Linked DNA regions of Gossypium hirsutum: region 2 is linked to region 1. The links are chromatin contacts, called in public Hi-C maps. All regions are on one chromosome and are shown on one strand. Each heading gives the region's core, a stretch centred on a gene start, on an enhancer-like site or on the middle of the called end of the contact. The rest is flanking DNA. Distances are from core to core; before and after follow the strand shown.

The links. A called contact is a pair of places that touch in the nucleus more often than the background predicts.
Region 2: a contact with region 1 is called in a Hi-C map of leaf, with 1.9 times the contacts expected there. The contact joins the promoter of LOC107913548 here to the promoter of LOC107913543 in region 1. A contact is called at or near these places in 2 of 34 Hi-C or Micro-C datasets (both in leaf).

Annotation. Positions count from the first base shown.
Region 1 is chrA13:3,686,528-3,690,456 of Gossypium_hirsutum_v2.1, reverse strand. LOC107913543 (chromatin remodeling protein SHL) reads left to right here and starts at 1,750. Exons shown (of 5, transcript XM_041084505.1): 1 at 1,750-1,909; 2 at 1,996-2,341; 3 at 2,977-2,982. The coding sequence starts at 1,837.
Region 2 is chrA13:3,819,575-3,823,365 of Gossypium_hirsutum_v2.1, reverse strand. It overlaps LOC107913548 (U6 snRNA phosphodiesterase), which reads right to left and starts at 2,180. Exons shown (of 6, transcript XM_016842175.2): 1 at 1,625-2,180; 2 at 1,435-1,527; 3 at 1,095-1,344; 4 at 880-976; 5 at 342-407; 6 at 1-243. The coding sequence starts at 1,793. The coding sequence ends at 46.

The DNA.
Region 1 (3,929 bases), core at 501-3,000:
TACAATTCACATGCCTACAAGTTTTGATGGTGCTGAATAACGTGTATCCCAAAATTTAATATATTTAAATAAAGAAGAAAGATGAGGATGAGATACTCATTATGTCAAATGGAATTTAATACCAAGTAAGGCATTCCATTTGTTCTATTGTGAGGGTTTTTAGACTTTGACTTCCCAAGTATAATCGGAATCTCGCATCATGGTACGAGAATAATAGAAAAGATCGTTCGGTTAAAAGTTAATAACGACAAACATTCATCTAGTTCAAAACATAAATGTGATTTCGAAAAAAATTTATTACTACAGATATCATAAATTAACTCAAATAAAAACGATTGCAGCAAATTAAGAAGAAAAAGAATAGGAGGTGGCAAACAAAGTAAATTAAAGCCGATAAAGCAAGTAATGAAGGTGAAGCAAGACACACATTAACCATCTATTTATAAGCTCCATAACTCATCCAAAATGCATGCAACTGCCCTTACGCTCTAATAGTGTGTAACTTTCACATACATCACTCATCAACCACCATATGATCTTCTTATATATTGTCACGTACCGCCATGCCGCGTCATTAAACTTAATAACAAATGGCAACCAACACATGTTCTCCAAATCATGTTGCCATTAAAAGTCACATCTTTAAATCACAATTACATTATTCACTGGTCATTTAAATTAAAAAAAATAAATGAAAAAGAGAGAAATTTTGCTCTCACTAACATCTCTCTAACAGGGCCAACTTTTGTCTCCTCTTCGACTAGGAGACAATTGTTAAATCACCTTTACATGCACTCTTGTCGAGTGATACACCTCTATCTCAATTACTATTCGCTTTCTGTCACTGCCAAAAACCATTTATTGACAAAACAGTTATTATACATCATTAGCTCAACCTATAACATCGCATCATCATCCTACAAGGTCACATAGCCCCCTTCACTACATAACAACGAAGTGACTCATCTATTAATAGAACTCTTCCTTGTGACAACTTAATCCCTTGTATAAAAGCCCACTAGTAAACAATCCCTCTCTTTCATAGCTCTCCATCCACTAGGGTGAATCAATATCACACCTCTACTTGTCTCTTCGTTTCGTTGATACTTGGTATCAACAACATTGATTCAAAAAAAATATATATTTTTATTTAATTAAAATATACTTTTAAAATTTTAATTTTAACTCTAACTTAAAAAACATGCAGCTTGCACATTCTTCTTGGTTGATCAGTTTTTCTTTTAGCATTGTTTAATTGTTGTTGGACTAAAAACTATAACAGAGTAATAGTTTAAAGAAAGTTTAGGTGCTAAAGTGGAAAAACTAGTATATTTCAAGTGTCCAATCGTGAATTAAACCTTATTTCTAAATTCATTAAAAAGTGTTTGTTCTATTTGTTTTATCAGATTTAGTCCTTATATCATAATTTAATAGATTCAGTTTGTTTACATTTTAAAATGTGTATTTTTAATATTGATATTATTATTTTTTATAATAATTTCATCAAATAATGTGATGTACACATTAGAAAGTCAGGCTAAAAAATTTGATAGAATTTATTGAAAAAAAAAAGAGTTATTATCAAGATTGAAAGGACACATTTCGAAAAGTGGATGGATTAGGTATTATTAAATTATAGAAGAGGGATTAAATCAGAAAAAAACACATAGTACAGGGATCTTTCTAAAATTTGACCAAACTTTTACTATTATTTTTGAAAATTTAATTTTTGTCGCCCCACAATCTCTCTCTTGTCCTTGTGCATGCCTTTGTATTGTATTTCACTGAACGATTGTCGTTTATTTCTCTTTTTGTACTATTTTCTGTTCTTCTCCCATGGCCAAAGCTAAAGCTCCGAGGAGACCTCTAGAGTCTTGCACAATCAAACACATCAATAAAACAATTAACGGTAAGCCAAAGGAAATGAAAAAGATAAGAGCTTTAAGGGTTTTTTTTTTTCTAAAAAGTTGTGGTGGTGGTGGTGGTGACTGGCAGCTGGGGATTGCGTGTTGATGCGACCAGCGGACCAGTCAAACCCTCAATACGTGGCGAGAATCGAACGGATCGATGCGGACGCACGTGGAGGAAACGTTAAGGTTCTCGCAAGGTGGTACTACAGGCCGGAGGAGTCGATCGGAGGGCGGAGACAGTTCCATGGATCTAAAGAGCTTTTCTTGTCTGATCATTACGATGTGCAAAGCGCTGATACTATCGAAGGGAAGTGCACAGTCCATAGCTTCAAGAGCTATACGAAGCTCGACGCCGTTGGAAACGATGACTTCTTCTGTCGTTTCGAATATAATTCCTCCACCGGTGCTTTCAATCCCGATCGCGTCGCCGTGTACGTTCTTTTTCTTCTTTTAATTTTTGTTTTAACAAGTGCCTGAATTCTAACTTCATAATTGTTAATTAGACTCATGTTTTTCCCCTGTTTTCTCTTCGCTCAAAACTCATACTTCAATGGCTTAATTGGCGCTTTTTTTGTTGATTTATCACTAATGATGTTTTGTTCAGTTAATCGCTTGACTAAGATTAATTTAGTGAATATAAGTTGATTAACGTTGACTTCAACATTATATTTGTATGCTTAATGTTTGATTAATGTTCACTTGAAAAACACTATTTAATAGAGGAAGTGCAGTTTTACACGGATTCTACTTATGCGACGGTTTGGGATCTTTGGCGGGCTTCGACTATTTGCCCCACAAATCCCCTTATTTTGTCAGTGTATTTTATTTCTTTAATAAATGATGGATTCAGGTCCCACGACTCTAGCGGATTGAACTGGTTATTTCAAAGTGAACATTTTTACTTGAAATGAAGTTCGAGTGTTTTGCAACTTTGAGAATTAGATTATTCTATTTAATCTTTTTTTCCTTTGACCTTTTCTAGTTTGTTATGGTGATGTGGCAGTTATTGCAAATGTGAAATGCCTTACAATCCTGATGACCTAATGGTTCAGTGTGAAGATTGCAGTGACTGGTAAGTTGGATGCTTGGGAAGATAGCTATCTCAGTTATGCATTTATTAGGATGAATATATTGTATGCATCTTTGCAAGATATGCCAGAAGAGTTCTCTCCAAGTGCTTTTCTTTTTCTTTTATAAATTTGCATAAAATACATTAACATATGTTTTTGTTCAAGGATGTGAAAACAGTTTAATTGAGTGACAGATAGGCTACTGACTATTGTTTTAGCTGTCATTTATCAGCAGGTCGTTGAAGAATTGGAACTGGTATTATTTTAGCTGCCACTTTCAATTGGAGCAAAAATGGTTAAAGAAGTTCTAAAATTTGGCCCTATAGTGGAATGATGATCCCTTCCTCTCCTTTTCTGCTATGGAAACTGAACATTATTGTTTTCCCCCAACTTTTTGACTGGTAGTACGGCTAGGGTTTAATTAGCATTTTCTTTTAAGAAAATACCTCCTTCTAGGCCTTCCTGGGAGGCATTTATACAGTTGTGATGTAACCAAAGTCTTTGTTGTCCTTCACTAGAACAAAAGGCGGAAAACACGGTCCTCTTTTATAATGCTATTGGCAGGTGCTGGACCTAAGTTTAACTTTATTTATCCCTTAGAGCCTGCTCAGGTGGGGGCTGGGGAAGAGTGATTTGGTCCTGTTGTATAGGCCTTTAGACTTCGTATTGTCTGTGTTGTTAATTGTGTTGATATGAATTGATTCGATAGGCATGATCTTTGCTTAGATACAGTGTTCACACTGATAGCTCATGGATTTACAAGTCTAGAATTATTGGCATTGAGTTGGTAGGTTTTTAAGTGAAAATCCAAATTGTATTAAAGTATGAAAATCTGGAGAAGTGATCACTTAACTTTATGATGTTATGTCAACTGATATTCGTTTGTGTTATAAAGACCTAATACACTTTATTGAAGATACAGCAGCATCCAGAAGTCTGGTTGTTTCCA
Region 2 (3,791 bases), core at 931-3,430, 130 kb before region 1:
AAAGAAACTAAGATGGCTGCATCTTGAGAGTTTGAAGAGATTCTATCATTGATCGGGAGATTTACATATTATATGTGTTCTATTCCCAATTTTACACTCAATGCCACCAACTTTACTTGTACAAATACGACTCTGTAAGGAACCTCTAAAGGCAGATGACTTTGTTTCCTGCTCGACCACTTTCTTAAGGGAACCACTAACGTCACCTAGTGCCCAAGCCAATGATATATGAGGCCTTGGATCCTGTAGGTTGACAAACAATATGATATAAGAATAAGATCATTGCTCTGCATTTTATGAAGTATTGCTTAGACTTGGCAATTAATTATAACGGCACAGACCTTATAGAACTCGGGGAGATTGTGAAGCTTGTAAACCTCGTTAACAGCCTGAATTTGCTTAGTTATCTGCGAGTTAATTGCGATCAAGTAAATGCCATTTATTTGGAAATAAAAGAACAGTGGAATATAGAGGGAAAAGAAAAAGAACTACAACATGAGCATCCCGATTTGTTCTACATAAGATAGCCATCCTACTGAGAGCAGATACGACTTAAATACTTAATTGTCAGGAAATGAGAATAGAACAAATACCCGACCAGTATGACAAACTAGTGCAAAATAAACATGATTTAGAAGTTTTTACTCCAATTGAAGCATCAATCTCAAAATTATATACCACTTTTAGAAACATAACTTGGAAACCCAAGCATCTCTATATAAAAAAAGATAGGCAATAAAGCTATGGTATATCATCCTCTTTCTTTAGCTTTTCTTTTTCACTTGAGATGTCCATATATATAAACAATGAAGGCAAGCTCAATATGCAAAAGAATTTCAATTTCAGTAAAAGAAAAAAGGAAAACTCCAGCACACTTACCTTGGGTAATCCTCCAGTAACAACTTCGAGTGAAAGAAAGGTGCACGTTCGATCATCATTGACAAAAACCTCCCATTTGTTAAAATCAATCCAATACCTACTTGCAATAAGAACAAAGATCAAAACCATATCCTTGAATCATAAGGAAGAAAACCCAAAGGTTATTTATTTAACAATGGAACTAAGCATAATAATAGTAAAGAATAACATCAAACCGCTTTTGAAATTGAAGTTTCTGGCGAAGCATTGCTACAATAGAGTCAATCTGGTGAACTCTAATAGGAACTGTCCTTCCTAAACTTATATGGAATTCCCTTCCCAATGCCACTTGTTCAAGTTTATGTTCTTCTTTACACAGTGTATTCAATGGAATATCAATATCCACAACATGGAGATTGGGAACCACGGATGAAACTCTCTTCAAAAATTGACCCATCTCTTTCTTTGATATAGACGGTATAAAAACTGAAATAATTAACAGAGTAAATAAAAAAAAAGGCAATTCATTCAATTCAATATTATCGATAAAGAACTGTGGCCATTCAAAAAAAGCACCTGGAATGTAAACGTGCAAAGCATAGTTGCCTTCGACGTGAGGGAAGCTTCTCACTCTACTGGGCTGACCAGTTTGTAAGTAATCCAAAGATCCTTTTTTCATTATCAAGAAAAAAATAGTTGATGAGCAAAAAGAGTAAAATATTTTAGTAAAAGAAAGTTATGGGAAATTTGTTGTAGTTTGAATTACCAAGGGAATTGGGAGGGTGGAGGAGAGAAACAGGAGGCGGAGGGAGAGCAGACGACAGCGTCTCCTCCGTTTGGGGATTGGAATTGGCGGGAAAAGACAGCGGAGGAGAGTGGTCGGAGTCGGAGTCCGATGAGTCGTCGTCTCCATATGTTGCTCTTAGCGCTTCCATATGGAATGGATACTTTGAGAAAGGGGGCTCTTTGTTTTCGAGGCTTCCCTTTCGTCTTCTACTGAACAGCTGCCACTTCTAGTTATGGCTTTTCCGGCTCCGGCGTATGATCGATCTTCGTTATGTTGCTCCAGCTGTCCTATCTTTTCTTTTAGTAGCTGGTTCTGTTCTTCGAGCTCGATCTGCTTCTTCTTCAGGCTTAGTATAGTTCTCTGGGCTTCTGTAAAATGTTCTGGTTGGACTGATTCTGGGCCCTTCTGCTTCATAGCCTGAATTACTTATGGGCTTTTATAGTATGGCTTCGTCAAGTATGTGTCTGCTTCGTGGAGGGCTTCTGCAAGAGTTGCATATTTCTTGATTCCTCCGGTCTTGATGTATTGGGCGACTTGTGCATATTTTTCGTATATTCCTCTTTTTTCGCCTCGGAATATGATGTAGTATGAATCTTCTTTTTTATTATTCGTAAAAGTATAATGCTAAACCATTAAGGCAAGCAATGAGATATTTTATATTTGATTTTTTATGAGCAATAAATGTATTATCAATAAGTATACGCTCTGTACTGTATCATTTGTATTAGTTCCAGGTGCAAGATTAAATTCTTGTCCTTATCCTTTATAATCTGAAAAAACCAATTTATCGGAATGTATGAGTTTTGGTTTTTCAGGGGCCTTTTCCTTCTTTCCAAAACATATCCCTTTTGGTTCTGTTTTCTTATTATTTATAAGATCGTCTTTATTCAACCCAAGTTGGGCTGCCTTTTGTATAAGCTCGATCTTAGCTTGGTATAAAGGATCTTCTGGTGTTCCACAGAGATCGTATAAGTATTTATTCTGAGCATCCTCTTCATTGGATCCCAGCTTAGTATCGATGGGTTGTATCAAAGTATTCTGATTTATAGTATTCTCCACTTGGGACCCGGTATTTATATTGCTTGCTCGAGGCTTCATGGTACCTGCAACAAAATCCCATAAATCAATATTAAGCAAATTAAACTTGAAACCTTGAGTTATTTTCTGGGTTCTGGGATAATAAATCGGCCAGCTTATTATCTTTTCCTGGTATATGTTCTATTTCTGGCTTTAGATGCCTTTCTATAAAGTATGTGGCTAGTTTGTTCCACCTATTTAGTGAAGTTCTTTTTTTTTGTTTTGTTTCTTTCATGTTAGCAAAGTATTTTACAATGCTAATACAATCTTTGCCAAGTACGAATAATTCAAAAGATTCTAAAGCGTATCTAAGGGCTAGCACTTCAGCATCTATTCCTCAAACTATTCTCTTTTCTTTGAATCTTCCTGAATTGTATCTACAAAGTTTTTCTGATAATTTGGGGGCGTATTGATTTTCGTTTTTGTATAAAACTGCTCCCCATCCTTCTATTGAACCATCTGTTTCTATTATAAGATAGTCCGTATGTAGTGGTAGTTCTAGTTTTGGATTCTTCGTACTTTTATGTCTTGGCTATCCATTTTTCTTAGTTTTATTAGTTACTGGACCAATTAATTTTGATAAATTCTTTTATAAATGGTCTTGCATAGTTTAGCAGGCCCAGAAATTCTTGTATTAGTTTCAGGCCTTCTATCGAGTACTTTTGGGCTATACGTGGTTGCCATTTCCTATTATGACTCCTAGGAATTTTATATATTCTTTTCCTAGTCCCATCTTTTTCTTGCTTATTATTATTCCCTCTTGATGGAATATATTGAATATGGTCTTTAAATGTTCTCTATGTTCTTTAGCAGTTTTACTAAAGACTAATACATCGTCTATAGCGAAATCACTACAATCTTTTAAATATATTATCCATTCTCTTCTGGTAGACTGCTGGGGCATTTTTAAGCCCAAATGGCATTACAAGCCATTCCCAATGTCCAATTGGATTTGGACATATACAGGCAGTAATGCATTTTTATTTGATGGTAGCTTGACTTACAGTCGAATTTGCTAAACCATTTTGCATCTTGTATTTTATTGATAAGCTGATCGTTACTAGGTATA